Regions from separate parts of the Mus musculus genome. Here region 2 is linked to region 1. Evidence: chromatin contacts called from public promoter capture Hi-C data. All regions are on one chromosome and are shown on one strand. Each heading gives the region's core, a stretch centred on a gene start, on an enhancer-like site or on the middle of the called end of the contact. The rest is flanking DNA. Distances are from core to core; before and after follow the strand shown. Region 1 overlaps Susd1 (sushi domain containing 1). Region 2 has its middle 14 kb from the start of Hsdl2.

Region 1 (2,865 bases), core at 123-2,622:
ACAATCAGCGAGGCTTTGGTTTTTAAGAGAAAATGACCCCAGCACTCAGGAGGCAGAGACAGAAAGATTCCTGAGTTCAAGGTCAGTCTGCTCTACAGAGCAAGTCCAGGACAACTATGGTTACACAGAGAAACCTTGTCTCAAAACAAAACAAACAAACAAAAGCAGAGAGAGAGAGAGAGAGAGAGAGAGAGAGAGAGAGAGAGAGAGAGAGAGAGAAACACCGAGGAACAGAGACAGAGACAAGGAGGGAATATAGCGTTGGAGATAAAGGGGTTAAAGAGATTCTGGTACTTTTATGCTCTGAACACTTCTCCAGTTTTGGTTATCAGTATTTTCCTCACCTATTTCCTCCACACTTTAGTCTTTGATGAATGAAAATGCTGAACTGAAGGACCGTGGACTGGAGTCCATGCTGTGTGAGCTGTGGATTTGCTCATCAGGAGTTACTCCTTAGCTAGCTGATGTCGGTTTTGCATTGTTCTCCAGCCCATTCCTAGGCCTATCTACCGCCCTCATATCGCACACTCTGTCCACAGCGGTACTGTTAACTGTTAGCAGAAGTCAAAATACACTGCTTTCTGTCCTACTTCCTTGGCCAATGAGTGAGTCTGTGAGAGGAGAAAAGGGGAGACACCCGGGGCCCCTCATGCTCCACACTGACTCATTAGAGATGCTGTCACTGTTGCTATGCATGAGAGCCAAGCCATCACTTGGGCTGGCCCTGACTTCAAGCTACCTTCAGAATGGTGGCGCCCTCTTTGTACAAAGTCCTTGTTTACTGCTCAGCCCTAGCCTTCTCTTCCAGGTCTCACAAAGGTCGCTGGCAGTTGTTTATCTGGCTTAGTTGGAAATTGTGTGACTCCGCTGAACTTTAAACAGGTGGGAAGATACTGACACTCCTCACACTGCAGCAAGACAGAAGCAAATAGGAGCTGAGGACGCCAACTTTCCCCTGACCCATCCACTAGCAGCACCCACCTCCTCAGTGAGACATGCTATCCCTTGCGCTAGACATTACTATTGAAAGTCAGTGTTAAAAAGTAACCTTTAGGCTGATGAGACGGAGGAGCACAGGCTGCTCTTCTCCACTAGTGGAATTCAGTTCCCAGAACCCCTGCTAACCAGCAGCTCAGGACCACCTGTAATGACAGCTCCAGAGGACCTGACACTCCATTCTGGCCTCTGAAGGCACTGCTCCTATATGGCATACACTCACACAGACACCGTCACATACACAGATATAAAAGAAATAAGAAAGTGCCCTTTATTTTGCATAGCATCCTTGGATTTTGGCTCCCAGCACGGGTTTCCAGTCCTTGGCTACAGGTCTTTCTCGGTTTGCTAATCATACAACCTCAAAGTCTACAGCAGCGCTCATGGGTGTGGCTGTACAGTTTCATCCTCTGCGAATGCCTAATAAAATTTACAAGTGGCCACTCTGAATGATAGGCTTTTTATGGTCTTGCCATTCTCGGGCTCCCCTCCCTTCCAGTCTCATGCTGTGGGGCCTTTTATTTTCCCTCTGAATCATCTGCAGAATATTCTCTTAGAAACTCATGTGCTGTTAGTCATTCTTAGAGAAAGTAAATACACTTGAACTATAGCCCTCCTCTCTGCAGAGACTCTGCTTGGGAGCAAACGCAGCTTCTCTTTAATCTTTTACTGATAGAAAGACCACAGGTGTTGAAGAGGAAGTTAGACCCTGTGACAATCTTGACGACTTCCTCTGGGTGTGGGCATTATGTACACAGGTATGGTCATTTCCTGAAAGCAACTGTTGCCATCCAATGGTAGAAATAAATTAATGCCATGATTCAGTCTGGCTTGGGACACATCCAGAGAGCAGTTGGTACATTCATTTGAACACAGAAGAATAAGTAATGATTTAGTGTGTTCTTTTTTTTTCTGTTATTCTTTTTTTTAAAATATTTATTTATTTTATGTATACGAATACACTGTAGTTGTCTTCAGACACGCCAGACGAAGGCGTCAGATCACATTGCAGATGGTTGTGAGCCACCATGTGGTTGCTGGGATTTGAACTCAGGACCTTCGGAAGAGCAGTCAGTGCTCTTAACCACTGAGCCATCTCTCCAGACCTTTCTGTGTTATTCTTATCTGACTTCTCCACCATGGGCAACACAGAAAAGCGGGGCAAAGGAGGCGATAGATGCAGAGGTAATGTTTGATAAATGCTGAATTCATTTTATTGTAATCTCACACACTGCTCAGCTACAAGCCCACCCATTAGCTCAGTCCTGTGGTTCCCGGTTTAGGCACACTGTGACGGGTTCTCTGCTCAGCACCATCACCGTGTGTTAGTGGCTCACCCTCCCATCTGAAGGCTCTGGGGAAGAAGGCTTCAGAGTTTGTCCCCACTGTCAGCTTAATTCAGTCCCTTGAAGTCGCAGAACTTGGTCCACATTTCCTTATGGTCTATCAGCGAGGTCTGTCTCTGAGCTCCTGCCGACCACCTGCATTCCTTGCTATGTGGCTTTTCAAAGCTAGCAGAATATTTCCAGTGTCAAATATGGCCCACCCCTAGGATCTTCAAGACTTAAGTTCTGACCTGTAGACCCAAGTTTAAGGGTTTGTGTGACAGGTCAGGCTTATTGGAAGAATCTCCTTGCTGAAGGCTGCATCCTCAGAGTGCATTCTCCACAGCGTCACTTAGAACAGTCTTTGACTGACTAACCAGATAAAGGTGAATGCGGGGGAGTGGGGAGGAGAGGGAGAGGGAGAGAGTGACAGAGACAGAGAGACAGAGAGAGACAGAGAGATTCCCAATATCCCTAGGGAAACCTTTAGAGACAGAGATAGAGACAGAGGGAGACAGAGAGACAGAGATTCCACCAGTATCCC
Region 2 (3,011 bases), core at 488-2,987, 250 kb after region 1:
TGGGGCTATGGAGGCTCGGGTAGTAAAATGCTCACACTGAAAACACAGGGACCTGAGTTAATTTCCAGAATCCTTATACAAAAAGTCCCGAGTGGTGGCCTGTTGGGTGGCAGAGACAGTTGGATCCCTTGGGGCTCCTTGGCCAGCCCAGCTAGACTAGCCAGTGAGCTTAAATTTAAGACCCCAAACTATGTAACCAGTGGAAGGAAATAGAGGAGAAATGCCTTAGAACAACAGTATTGACGAAGATCTTTTGGGTCTGACCCTTAAAGCACAGGAAACGAAAGCAATAATTGACCATACACACAAATAAATAATAGATTTAAAAAAATATACCAAATAACTGGTGAATATGAAAAGAAAGGGAGACTCACATGCTGTTGGTGAACATATGAATTAATATTGCTACTATTATGGGTAACTTCATTGAAGTGTCTCAGATAATTGACGAGCAAGTTTCTGGTTGTGTCATATGGTGCAGACTTAGGTGGTGTTTTGCTGAGGCAAGACCTGTGAGAGGATACATGGTGTTTGGAAAGAGTGTAAATAGGACTCAGCAGACAGTGACAATACAACTGCATAGCTCTTTGTTGGTCTTGCGTCTTCACTGGTCTTCACTTTGTGAGAGAGGCATGGCAGAGAACTCCAGCTGGTCCTGGTCGCTTCCACTGACTCCTGCTGATTTGGTGGATGCCTGGCAGTTTCTGCTGGATCGTGCCACCACTGCTGATTCATGCTTTCTATCCTGACACCACTGAACTGGACTGCTGGCATCCTGACAAATGGAGATTGAAATGACCCCAATGAACTACTTCTAAACAGGTCCGCATCCCCTTGTCCAAATCTTTTCTCCCTACCTTTGGACAGTGAGCTAGATAGAAAGGAGAGTCAAAGCATTTGAGAACCCTTATTAAAGTAGGTTTTTAAAAAAATCTAAGCCTATGGATAACTAGAACTTGAAGCACCCTATGATCCAGTAATCCACTTAAAATCTACACACTAAAGATCAATGTATATGTTTAATATATCTGTACTCACACATATTGCAGCCAAGAAATGGTTCATGCCTGCAGTCCCAGTACTCAGAAAGCTGCCATCAATTTAAGGCTAGCCTGGACCTCAAAAATAAGACCTGCAGGGCGTGGTGGCACATGCCTTTAATCCCAGCACTTGGGAGGCAGAGGCAGGCAGATTTCTGAGTTCGAGGCCAGCCTGGTCTACAAAGTGAGTTCCAGGACAGCCAAGGCTACAGAGAAATCCTGTCTCGAAAAAAAAGAAAAAAGAAAAAAAAAAAAAAAAGCCCTGCATGCATTATCTTCCCTTTATAGTTGCTATCTATTCTCTCACGTTTTTGTGTTCTCAAAAAACAACAAAAAAAGCAAACTTCTGTTTGTTTTTTTATGAGCTCGAATCTTACTTGGAGTCCAGGGCTTGCCTGAAACTCACTACCTTCTTGACTTAGCCCCCCAATCAGTGAATTACAGGCATGGATCACCACAACCCGCTTTTGATAATGTTCTCCATAGCCATGTCTTTTCTTTGTAGGAGAGACACTGAGATCCTGGACAGCGTGTTGTTGTTTTTCCTTTAACCTCCTCAGCCTTTGTTTTGCAGGCTGTTGCTACTGCCGTTCATGACATTTGCACTCTAGATTTTTCTCCGTGGTGTTGCAAACCATCACAACAACTTGCCCTCTGGAGATTTTCAGCAATTTTAAGGGACAGTTTTTGGCTGTTCAAACTCAGAACTGGCAATGGATGAGGCAAAGTTACACAACAGTGTCATGTATCTAGTGCTGCTCAGCTAGCTCTCCTTGTAAAATAGGTTAGAGTGGTAGACTTTATGTTAGGTGTGTTTTACTATAGTAAGTGGATAAACTGGCAAAGGGTGCTATTGGCATCTATAGATTACAGACCAGGAAGTTATTGAACTTATTATATAACGCCCACAATAGCCTTCTACACAAGAATTATTTAACCACAAAGGCCAACCATTAAGGTTGGGAAATCTTGCTGTCAGTTATTAGCTGTGTCATGAAAAATATACATGTGATTATCCATCGAGCAAACAGTTTTACTTTCAGAAATATATGGTAGAGAAATAGGGGTGCTGAGCAAGAGTACACACATGTCCAAATATTTTTTATGGCAACACTTTATCATAGAGACAAGTCTGAAAATACCTAAATGTCTTAAATTTGTGTTTCACCGCAGATACAAAGGATTACATTAATTTGGAACACACTCAGATGAAGACAGACTATAAACTGCTTTTAAACAGTTAAGGTAGGGAATTGATAAGAAAGTTCAGCAGGCAAAGGTGCTTGTCACAGAGAGGCATGGCTATCTAAGTTTGATCCTTGAAACTCCCTTAAAGGTTGGGTAGAGAACTAAGTCCACAAAGTTGAAGTCATCCTCTGACTTTTACACACTCACCCAGAGCACACACATCCACAGTCAAGTACACATGATGTACACACACACACACACACACACACACACGGTTAAGGTAGGTTTTTTTTGGGTATAAACATGGAAAGAGCTCTGTAATACACTCAGCAAAACAAAACCAGAAGTGGGCTTGCTAGTCCATGCCTGTAGCCCCAGAATTTGGAAGGCTGACATGGAAGAAGTGTGAGTTCCAGGCCAGCCAGGGCTACATAAAAAGACCCTATCTTAAACATTAAAAAAAAAAAAAAAAAAAAAAAAGAACAAAACTATGTTTTGATACAGTGTAGTTGATATAAAGTCTTCCCTCTGCTTTAAAGAGATGAAAAACGTAATGATAATATAAAGGCCAGTATTAGAAGAGGGTGCTCTCTCCCTTGCCTTTGGGATTACACATCATCACCAGGGAAATACAAATGACAGTACAGGGATGAGGATATCCTACAACATCGCATAACCCCTGACAGTAATGAAGCAAACAAGAGGAGACACAGGAATCCTATATGGAAGGTTGGTACCATAACAGAAGCAATTGCTACACTCGGAAAACTCCAGGGATTTCTC

The links. Capture Hi-C pulls out chosen DNA fragments and counts their contacts.
Region 2: a contact with region 1 is called in a promoter capture Hi-C map of liver. The contact joins two enhancer-like sites. A contact is called at or near these places in 4 of 39 promoter capture datasets (the C10 cell line, cranial neural crest, liver and 1 more), 2 of 15 datasets of contacts at CTCF or cohesin (the NIH/3T3 cell line and large pre-B cells), 3 of 484 Hi-C or Micro-C datasets (bone marrow-derived macrophages and liver), 6 of 115 datasets of contacts at active chromatin or transcription factors (Th17 cells, bone marrow-derived macrophages, embryonic basal ganglia and 2 more) and 3 of 9 other capture datasets (adipose tissue, embryonic stem cells and liver).

Annotation. Positions count from the first base shown.
Region 1 is chr4:59,318,084-59,320,948 of GRCm38.p6, forward strand. The region is part of intron 15 of Susd1 (sushi domain containing 1); the gene reads right to left. Among named protein-coding and RNA genes, the nearest start is that of Gm35578, 38 kb to the left of the region's middle. Within about 2 kb of position 1,373, at least 100 of the 459 cell types and tissues checked have an H3K27ac peak or open chromatin away from gene starts, as enhancers often do. A contact at or near this core is called in liver, where this site is marked.
Region 2 is chr4:59,566,099-59,569,109 of GRCm38.p6, forward strand. No RefSeq gene overlaps it. Among named protein-coding and RNA genes, the nearest start is that of Hsdl2, 14 kb to the right of the region's middle. Within about 2 kb of position 1,738, at least 27 of the 459 cell types and tissues checked have an H3K27ac peak or open chromatin away from gene starts, as enhancers often do. A contact at or near this core is called in liver, where this site is marked.